Regions from separate parts of the Macaca mulatta genome. Here region 2 is linked to region 1. The links are chromatin contacts, called in public Hi-C maps. All regions are on one chromosome and are shown on one strand. Each heading gives the region's core, a stretch centred on a gene start, on an enhancer-like site or on the middle of the called end of the contact. The rest is flanking DNA. Distances are from core to core; before and after follow the strand shown. Region 1 holds the start of LOC114673724. Region 2 holds the start of RTTN (rotatin).

Region 1 (4,509 bases), core at 1,469-3,968:
ATTATGGATAAATATCAAATCCTGAGAAAAAGGAGGTTGTAGACTGATACAGTCACATACCATTACATTAGTCTAAAAGATGCAAATCAATACCGCATCAGTTGCCTAGGGCTGCCATAACAAATTAGCACGAACTGGGTAGCTGACAACAGAAATGTATCCCCTCACACTTTTGGAGGCCAGAAGTTGGAATCCAAGGCACCAGCAGGCAGCACTCCTTCAAAGGCCCTACGGGTTCCTGCCTGGCCCTTTCCAGCTTCTGGTGGCTCCAGGACTTCCTTGGCTTGTGGCCATATCACCCCAGTCTCTGCCTCCATATTCACACGCCCTTCTCTTTTCTCTCTTCTAAGGACACTTGTTATTGGATTTAGGGTCCACCAGATGGTGCAGGATCATATCTTTTCTGTATCTGCCAAGACACTTTCCAAGTAAGGGCACACTCACAGGTTGCAGAGGATCAGGATATGGACATAGCCTGTGGGAGGGCCAGCATTCAACCCTCTGCGAATATTATCTGTAACTTACAGGTATTTACCTAAGTAATGAAATGCCATTAAAAAAAAAAAATCTCATGGAAATAATAAACACTAAACCCTCCTCTGGGAAAGAAGGGAGGGAGAGGGTAACAGGAGAGGAAGGTATTACAGAGGGGGTAAGTGTCTCTGTAATTTGTTCTCATTTTAAACCTGGAGCAAACATGGCATTTTAAAGTATCCTCATTTCAAATCTAAAGCTAATATGGCAACATGTTGAGCTTTGATAGGGCTGAGGAGCAGACACACACCTGTTGGCCATGATTTTCTCTCTTTTTTTTTTTTTTTTTTTTGAGACAGAGTCTCACTCTATTATTGCCCAGGCTGAAGTGCAGTGGTATGATCTCGGCTCACTGCAGCCTCCGTCTCCCAGCTTCAAGTGATTCTCCTTCCTCAGCCTCCCGAGTAGCTGGGATTACAGGTGCCTGACACCGTGCCCAGCTGACTTTTGTATTTTTAGTAGAGACAGGGTTTCACCATGTTGGCCAGGCTAGTCTCGAACTCCTGACCTCAGGTGATCCGCCCACCTCAGCCTCACAAAGTGCTGGGATTACAGGTGTGAGCCACCGCACCCGGCTGATTTTCTCTGTAGCTATTTATAATTAAGAAGTAATTCATAATTAAACAATGCAAAGATGTCCTCTGCCTTAACTCTATCACGGTATTTGGAAGAGTTACTTTTGACAGGTCCTTGTTGAACCTTGTCTGCAAGCTGTTATTAAACGCCTATCGTATGATCCACTACTTCTCTCAGTCCTATTCGAATTGGCTCCAAGTCAGAGCTCCTCCATGCATTCCCAACTCACCTCTTAACATTTACAGACTTTCCTCTCCACCATTTAGTTCGCTTTAGATGTTTTTTTTTTCCCTCATTAAGAACACCACTGCTCCAATAATGATGATCTGATTTCCAAATATCAAAGACTAATCCAACACAGAAATATCAAAGCCTGCAGATAAGCAACATGGCTTCCTCGTGATGTTTGTTGTGCTTCTAGAAAACAACTTTTCTCACCAGTCTTTTAAATCATGTTTTACCTTTTCAATAATGAGTATTCTTGCCTACTTTGAGAACATCCTCACCTCTCTCAGAGAAGCTGTAGCATCAGCAAGTTGATGGGCTGAGACTTATTTCTCTTGGGGTGACCTGCCGATAGCAGAATCATTAGCATAATCTCCTCTAAAGCACTAATTTTTTTCAATATTCTTTTAAAATTCTCCGGCCAAAAACGACGGGAACCATGATTATTCCTGGCCATGCCATCTGTAAAGTGGAGTTACTCTTCTTTCTATACCCAGCCATATAAAATCAAGACAACTCACTGAAATATAATTACTGATGTTTTGAAAAATAAACAGTTAAAGTAAAGCTACAGCAGTTTTAGTAATGTACTGTTTTATTTTAGGTGATGGGAAAACCAAAAGTTACACAACTATTTACGAGGTTCAATGATGAAAGTAACACATTACTGAAAAAATTAAAATAATCTGAGCAATCATAATAGTATGGAATTTAAAATCAGAGGCAGGGTGAGGTGGCTCAGGCTTGTTATCCCAGCACTTTGGGAGGCCAAGGTGAGTGGATCACTTGAGGTCAGGTGTTTGAGACCAGCCTGGCCAACATGGCGAAATCGTATCTCTACTAAAAATATAAAAATCAGCTGGGCGTGGTGGCACTCACCTGTAATCTCAGCTACTCAGGAGGCTGAGGCAGGAGAATCGTTTGAACCTGGGAGGCAGTGGTTGCAGTGAGCCGAGATCGCACGATGGCTCTCCAGCCTGGATGACACAGCAAGACTCCGTCTCGAAAAAAGAAAAAAAAAAAATTTGGAATCAGAAGACTTTAATTCCTGGTTCTTCCAGTGACCAGCTGCGTGACATTGGACAAGTTAGTTCCATAAACCTCAGTTTGCAACATTGGGCTAATGACAGTAGCTACCTGATACGATTGACATAGACATTAAAAAATAATAAATAGGCATTCCATATATCATAGCTCAGGCTGCCATAACAAAATATCATAAACAGGGTGACTTCCACAACAAAAATGTATTTCTCACAGTTCCGTAAGCTGGAAGTCCAAGATCAAGGTGGCCACAAGGTGGTGTCATTCTGAGAACACTTCTCTTGGCCAGCAGATAGCAGCCTTCTTGCTGTGGGCTCACGTGACCTCTTCCTTCTGCGCCTGTCCAGGGGAAAGAGAGAGGGCTCTCTGGTATCTCTTCGTGAAAGGACACGATATCTATCCAGAGCCCCACCTTTCTGACCTCATTTAACCTTAATTACCTCCTTATAGGTCCTGTCTTCAATTATAGTCACAGTTGGGGGCTAAGGCTTCAACATATCAATCTGGGGGAGACACAGTTCAGTTCGTAATACCTAGGTAATATTAGTATTAGATATTAGGCAGCCACAGGACTGGGTGCGGTGGCTGTAATCCCAGCACTTTGGGAGACCAAGGCAGGCGGATCACCTGAGGTAGGGAGTTCAAGACCAGCCTGACCAACATGGAGAAATCCCGTCTCTACTAAAAATACAAAATTAGCCAGGCGTGGTGGTGCATGCCTGTAATCCCAGCTACTAGGGAGGTTGAGGCAGGAGAATCACTTGAACCCAGAGGCGGAGGTTGTGGTGAGCCAAGATCGAGCCATTGCACTCCAGCCTGGGCAACAAGAATGAAACTCTGTCTCAAAAAAAAAAAAAAAAAAGGCAGCCACAGTACTTCTTCGATGCATGTTTGTTGTTTTTTATTGGCCTGCTAGAAAAACCCACGAGAAATAAAAAATGAAATACTAAACCCTTCAACTCACTGAATGGACCCCCTCTTGGCCCAGGAGACCCCAGAGTAACCTTGAAAACTGAGTTCTTGGCCATGACGGGATGGGGTAGACACACCTCAATGGGCCCCTCCCTTGCTGGCCAGCATTAGGCTTTCTTCCCTAAGAGCGAAACAGAAACCAGTCTTTCAAATGACTCCACTACTATTGACCAACCTGACACTGCCCCTCCTTTTTGCCTGATAAGACACCACGGACCATGGACTCTACAAGGAATGTGCAGTTAGGATTTCTGTGTCCTCTGGTTCACCTTTTGAAGTCAGAAGGCCGAACACTCCGTCCTCTGATCATGCTAACATGGCCATTTTCTGAACATGGATCCCTTGGAGAAGCAGGAAGCTTTATTGCTTATGCATATGTTTCCTCATTCATAAAGATTCATGACTTCTCCTGTAGCTTATTAAACATGTATATTGAGGCACCTCGTTCAGCATATATTCCTGTTCCTGTTGCCCCTCCCTCAAAATGTCTGTTTCTGTGTTCCCAGCCTGTCAGATGGCCACCCTGCAGGCTGCAACCCTTTCCAGATTTATGAACCTTGTCATTCTTCAGTTGACAACCATAATCCCTATACCATAACTTGCACTGTATGAAAATTATATTGATAGGTGTAACCAAAATAAAGAGAATCTTCTCATGTTTTTTATTAAGTTATGTAATTAGAGGTTATGTGGAATTTTTCACTCTGCTTTCTCATGAAACAAAGCATAATCATTATTTCAATGCCCCTACAAAACACTTACAATCACCATTGTCATGTCTTAATGTTTTACAGTTGAAATAGTAAAAACTATGTCCCTGTAATATACTAAAGTGCTTACCTAAGAATATCTTTTAATGAAAGATGTTTGTTCAAGTTTCCGCCTCAGCCTCTGAGTAGCTGGGATTACAGGCACCTGCTACCACTCCTGCCTAATTTTTGTATTTTTAGTAGAAACAAGGTTTCACCATGTTGGCCAGGCTAATCTTGAACTCCTATCTCAGGTGATCTGCCTGCTTCGGCCTCCCAAAGTGCTGGGATTACAGGTGTGAGCCACTGCACCTGGCCCATTGTACCATTTTATTGCTATGAAGATGTTTAAATTGTTTTTATTTGAAGTTCCTGGGCAATAAAAATAATAAGTTACAGTTTTAAACAC
Region 2 (4,509 bases), core at 965-3,464, 230 kb after region 1:
ACCTCGTGATCCACCCGTCTCAGCCTCCCAAAATGCTGGGATTACAGGCTTGAGCCACCGCGCCTGGCCGTAACATGCTTATTTTAAGTCAATGGATTTTTTATATTTCTTCCACAGTATTATCACTCCTTACCCACTGCATTTACAGTCTCATCATCTAAGATCGTTCATCTCAGAAATATCATTGACAAGTCATTTCTATTATTTTTCTGTACTGTTATGTTTTTTGACCTTGACACTTCAAATCTGTAATTAATACCTTCATGCCTGGATAACTACAGACACTCTGAGCTGGTGTAACTGGTTCTGCAGCGTCCACTGTGGTACACTATCCATCAGGAGATGTGGTCTTTGGGTCAAGGAATTCAGCCACTGTTACAATCTTGGCCAGGCAGGCTTAGGCATGGGCTAGTGGAATCTTGGTTTAATATCCGTGTCTCTTTCCTCCTACTTTCCAGTTTCCTGCTGATGTCTCCTATTGGCGGCAGCCAACTGGAAGCCAGAGGGCAAGGCAGCCTGGATAGTGCGGTCTTTTCGCCTGTTGAGGTCAGTTGATGAAGAGCTGGAAGAGTTGGAACCGCTAGAAGGTGGAATGGAGAATATCCAGCATGCTAGCAGCTCTCTCGCCCTTCCTCTCTTCTTCCTCGAGATAATATGGCCACCTTGAATTTTGTTCGTTTCCCGAATTTGACACACTCCCTCTGAGTTCTTGCATTTGCAAATACAGTTTTCTCTAGCAGGAATTCCCTTACCCAACTTCTTTGTGTGGCAAACTCCTACTTACTCTTTAAGATCCAACTCAAATACCATCACTCTCTTATCTACACACAAGAGGAGGCAGCAGGGTACTATGAATAGAACAAAGAAACATCAGGTCAGGTCCTCAATCTGTTACTTGCTAGTTAACGTGACTGTGTGGGGGTACTTCTGTGATTCCTCTCTGGCAAAATAGGAATGGGAATACAGTAGGCCTCTGCTGTCCACTGGTTGCACACAGAGAATTCAACACACAGGGGATGGAAAATATTCGGGGGAAAAAACCCCACAATTGAAAATAACAATACAACAATTAAAAAATAGTATGAATAAAAAGTACAGTGTAACAACTATTTACATAGCATTTACATTGTATTAGGTATTGTAAGCAATCTAGAGATGACTTAAAAGTATACAGGAGGATGTGTGTAGGTTATATGCAAATATGACACCATTTTATAAAACAGACTTAAGCATGGGTGGATTTGGGTATTTACGGGGGTCCTAGAACCAATTACCTAGGGATACCGAGGGCCCACTTTACCTGCCTTGACATCCCTTTCCCCGGGAAAGTGAAAGGATCAGAGCGAGAAAATGCTCTCTAAAATGCAAATCATTTTCCAAATGCAATTTTGTTGTTGATCTTACCGCTGCTTTGAATTAAAAAAAAAAAAAAAAAAAAAGAAAAAAAAAATGATTTGCTCAGCTCGATTACTGTGCACGGTGCAAAAAATCAACTTTGGTGGCATTCAGCAAATCATACACCCAAGTCCCGCCTTTATTTTCCTTTTTGCAGCCCGGTTTCTCTCTTCTGCTCATTCATACCCGCCCACCCCGCTTTTGTAGCTTGCTTGTTCATATCTGAACTTGGGTATCCAAAGGCACTGCTTGACTTTGCAGGTACATTTCACAGTTAAAGAGGGTCCGTCATTTAGTAGTCGGGGATGGGAAGAACTGTCACAAAGCAAAAGTCTACATTCTAAATCGTGAAGTTCTGGGAGCTGAGAATCATACTGGCAGGGCCAAGAACGAATCCGTCGCTGAGCGAGGAGGCGGGGCTCCTGTCGGGGCCTCTTGCAGCCCGCGCTGGGTTCCTGAATTCCCGCGCTGTAAGCCGGAACCCCAGGCCAGCGGGCGCCGCGGCGGGACCGGAGCTGGGTGCAGGACGCACGACCCAGCCAGAACTACAACTCCCGACGTGCGCGGCGGCCAACGCCGGTTCTACCCCTGCTTGTTGCTTTCTTTTTTTTTTTTCCCTCTTCTTGCGACGGAGACTGCTGTCCAGGAAGTGCGCAGTAGTGATTCTAGAAAGGCTGGAAGCTCTCCTGGCGACGCGGGGCCCGCGAACGGCTCACGGAATGCCTCCTACTCCTAGTGAGCGCAGGCGTTGCGGAACCCACCGTCCCACAGGACGTGTTTCCGGGAGACATTAATTGTGGCCGGACTCAGTGGCGCGGCAGTTTAACTCTCCGGCGGCTGCCGATTGATGGGACGAGATGGTCCTGGCGGGGCTCATCAGAAAACTCGGTAACTGTCAGGTTGCCCCTCGCCTAAGGCACCCTCCCCTGCCCTGGCCACTTGCTGAGAATGGTCGTGTCACGTTTCCGCGGCCGGCCACTCCGCGACCGCTGCCTCTTTCGCCCCCGCTTTGCCCGGGTAGCCCTCGGGGACCCATCTCGGACTTTGTGTAAACTCCGCGGTTGGCGTCCCGAAGGCACCAGCGGCCTGCTTCTGAAAAAACTGGTTTATTCCATCTTCACGCCGCTCCTGCTCATAGCATAAGTAACGTAGTTTTAGAATGAAATCTGGGTGGGCGTCTCTTTGCAGTGGGGAACTAAAATAGTTTTGTGCCGTTCGTTGACAGGTCATCAGCTGGCCGAGATCAGGGAGCGCGCTCTCAAGAGTATTCTCTGCAAGATTGAGCACAACTTAATCTGCTACGCTGATCTCATTCAGGAGAGGCAACTTTTTCTTCATTTGCTGGAATGGTTCAATTTCCCGTCCGTTCCAGTGAAGGAAGAGGTTCTGAACTTGTTAAGCAGATTGGTTAAGGTAGGATCATTTTGAAATAAAATAATCAGACGAGTGACTGTTTCTTAGTCTTTTAATTGTAGCGTTTATTGAAAGTTAAATAATTGGGGTTAAAGGGTTTTTTTTTTTTAAACAACCAGAGATGTTTAATTCATCTGGGTATATATTGCTCATCTTTTATTTGTGATACTGAATCCCACAGAGTCTCTGCCGTGTTCAGAAGTAACACAGAACTTCTTTTGAGATTTGGTGTATTCTGATTTTTGGAGTTATCTTTGGAGGTTAATATTTGTATTCTGTTTTTATTTTCTGATATTTACATCTTAAAAATTAGATGTGTCAATATGAAAGGGAGCACGTTTAAAAATAATGTTACATAACCGTGATTCATAAATACTAATGTTAAGTTGCTTCCCCGTATGCTTTTAGATTGGTATTCTTATGCCTACCTCAAGAGTAGTTAGCTGTCAGGGTCAGATATCAAAGTGTAAGTTTAACCTTTCAAAACGAAATCACTGTACAACGGTAGAGGAATCTTACTACTTTGACATCATGGTAACCGGCTGGGGCTGGGACCAGAAGGTGAGCGTCAGTGGAAAAAAGTAACCCATTACAAAAATAAGAGTAGGGATTGATAATGTGCATTTCTAGTGTTCAGTGTGTTGGCTCATCTTTCATAAACGTTATCAAGTGTTGGTTGTATGTCTCTATGAGTATGTACTCCTCATGGAAGTGCCTTACTTCGGGGCAGAGCCATGAAGGATTTGTTTTTCAGAAAAGGAACATCCGATATACCAAAAATAATTTTATGTTTTGATTGCTGTAAGTTAAGGTTTAGAGATTTTGATAGAGTTATTCTCAAGATCATCCTCTTCTTATTTTAGTATCCCCCAGCAGTCCAGCATTTGGTTGACCTTGGTGCAGTAGAGTTCTTAGCTAAGCTTCGGTCGAATGTGGAGCCGAATCTGCAGGCTGAAATTGATGGCATTCTGGATGGACTTTTCATTCTTCCTTCGGAAGTTCCTGCACTGTCTTCTGCCTCATACCAGACCAATCAAACTGGTAACTCGTTGGAATCAACTTGAGGGATATCTGTTAAAATATAAATACATTCATTCTAATGGTAAATTTTAAGGAAAGCAACGTTAGATTTTTTTAAAAAGGATTTCTCCCACCTCCCTCAAACTTATTTTTCTTGTATTAACTTACATGATTTTGACCTTTTTCCCCTCTATTGTTAGTCAAAGGATGGTACATTTGCATTAATTGCTTTTTTGGTCAGGCCTAAAGGATGCCAGTGACTTTGCTTTTATGAGACCAGTTTGACAGATTATTTCTTTGACAATAACAACGTATTTTTATTGAGCACAGGAGTGCTCATTGTTCTTAGTGCTTTATATTTGTATTTTTGACCTTGTTCTTCATATAGGAGTGTAATGATACTTGTCCTAGCTCATGATTTTGTTGTGGGGACTAATCAAAACGACATAATGCAAGTATTTTTCTATGCTGCAGTCCATTATGATATACTAGTTAAAATCCGAGTCAAAGAGTCATGGATTTAAGTCCCAGTTCTGCTGCTGGTTGTGTGACCTTGGCTAAGGTAATTAACCCCTCCGGCTTCAGTTTTCTCATTCAAAAATTGGGATAATAAGAAAGAACACCGGGCCGGGTGTGGTGGCTCATGCCTCTAATCCCAGCACTTTGGGAGGCTGAGGCAGG

The links. Hi-C and Micro-C count contacts between places; a contact is called where the count stands out from the background.
Region 2: a contact with region 1 is called in a Hi-C map of liver, with 4 times the contacts expected there. The contact joins the promoter of RTTN here to the promoter of LOC114673724 in region 1. A contact is called at or near these places in 3 of 14 Hi-C or Micro-C datasets (blood, fibroblasts and liver).

The regions. Positions count from the first base shown.
Region 1 is chr18:10,259,437-10,263,945 of T2T-MMU8v2.0, forward strand. LOC114673724 reads right to left here and starts at 2,719. Exons shown (of 6, transcript XM_077974810.1): 1 at 2,594-2,719; 2 at 2,215-2,336.
Region 2 is chr18:10,486,748-10,491,256 of T2T-MMU8v2.0, forward strand. RTTN (rotatin) reads left to right here and starts at 2,215. Exons shown (of 49, transcript XM_077974806.1): 1 at 2,215-2,283; 2 at 2,621-2,808; 3 at 3,672-3,849. The coding sequence starts at 2,253.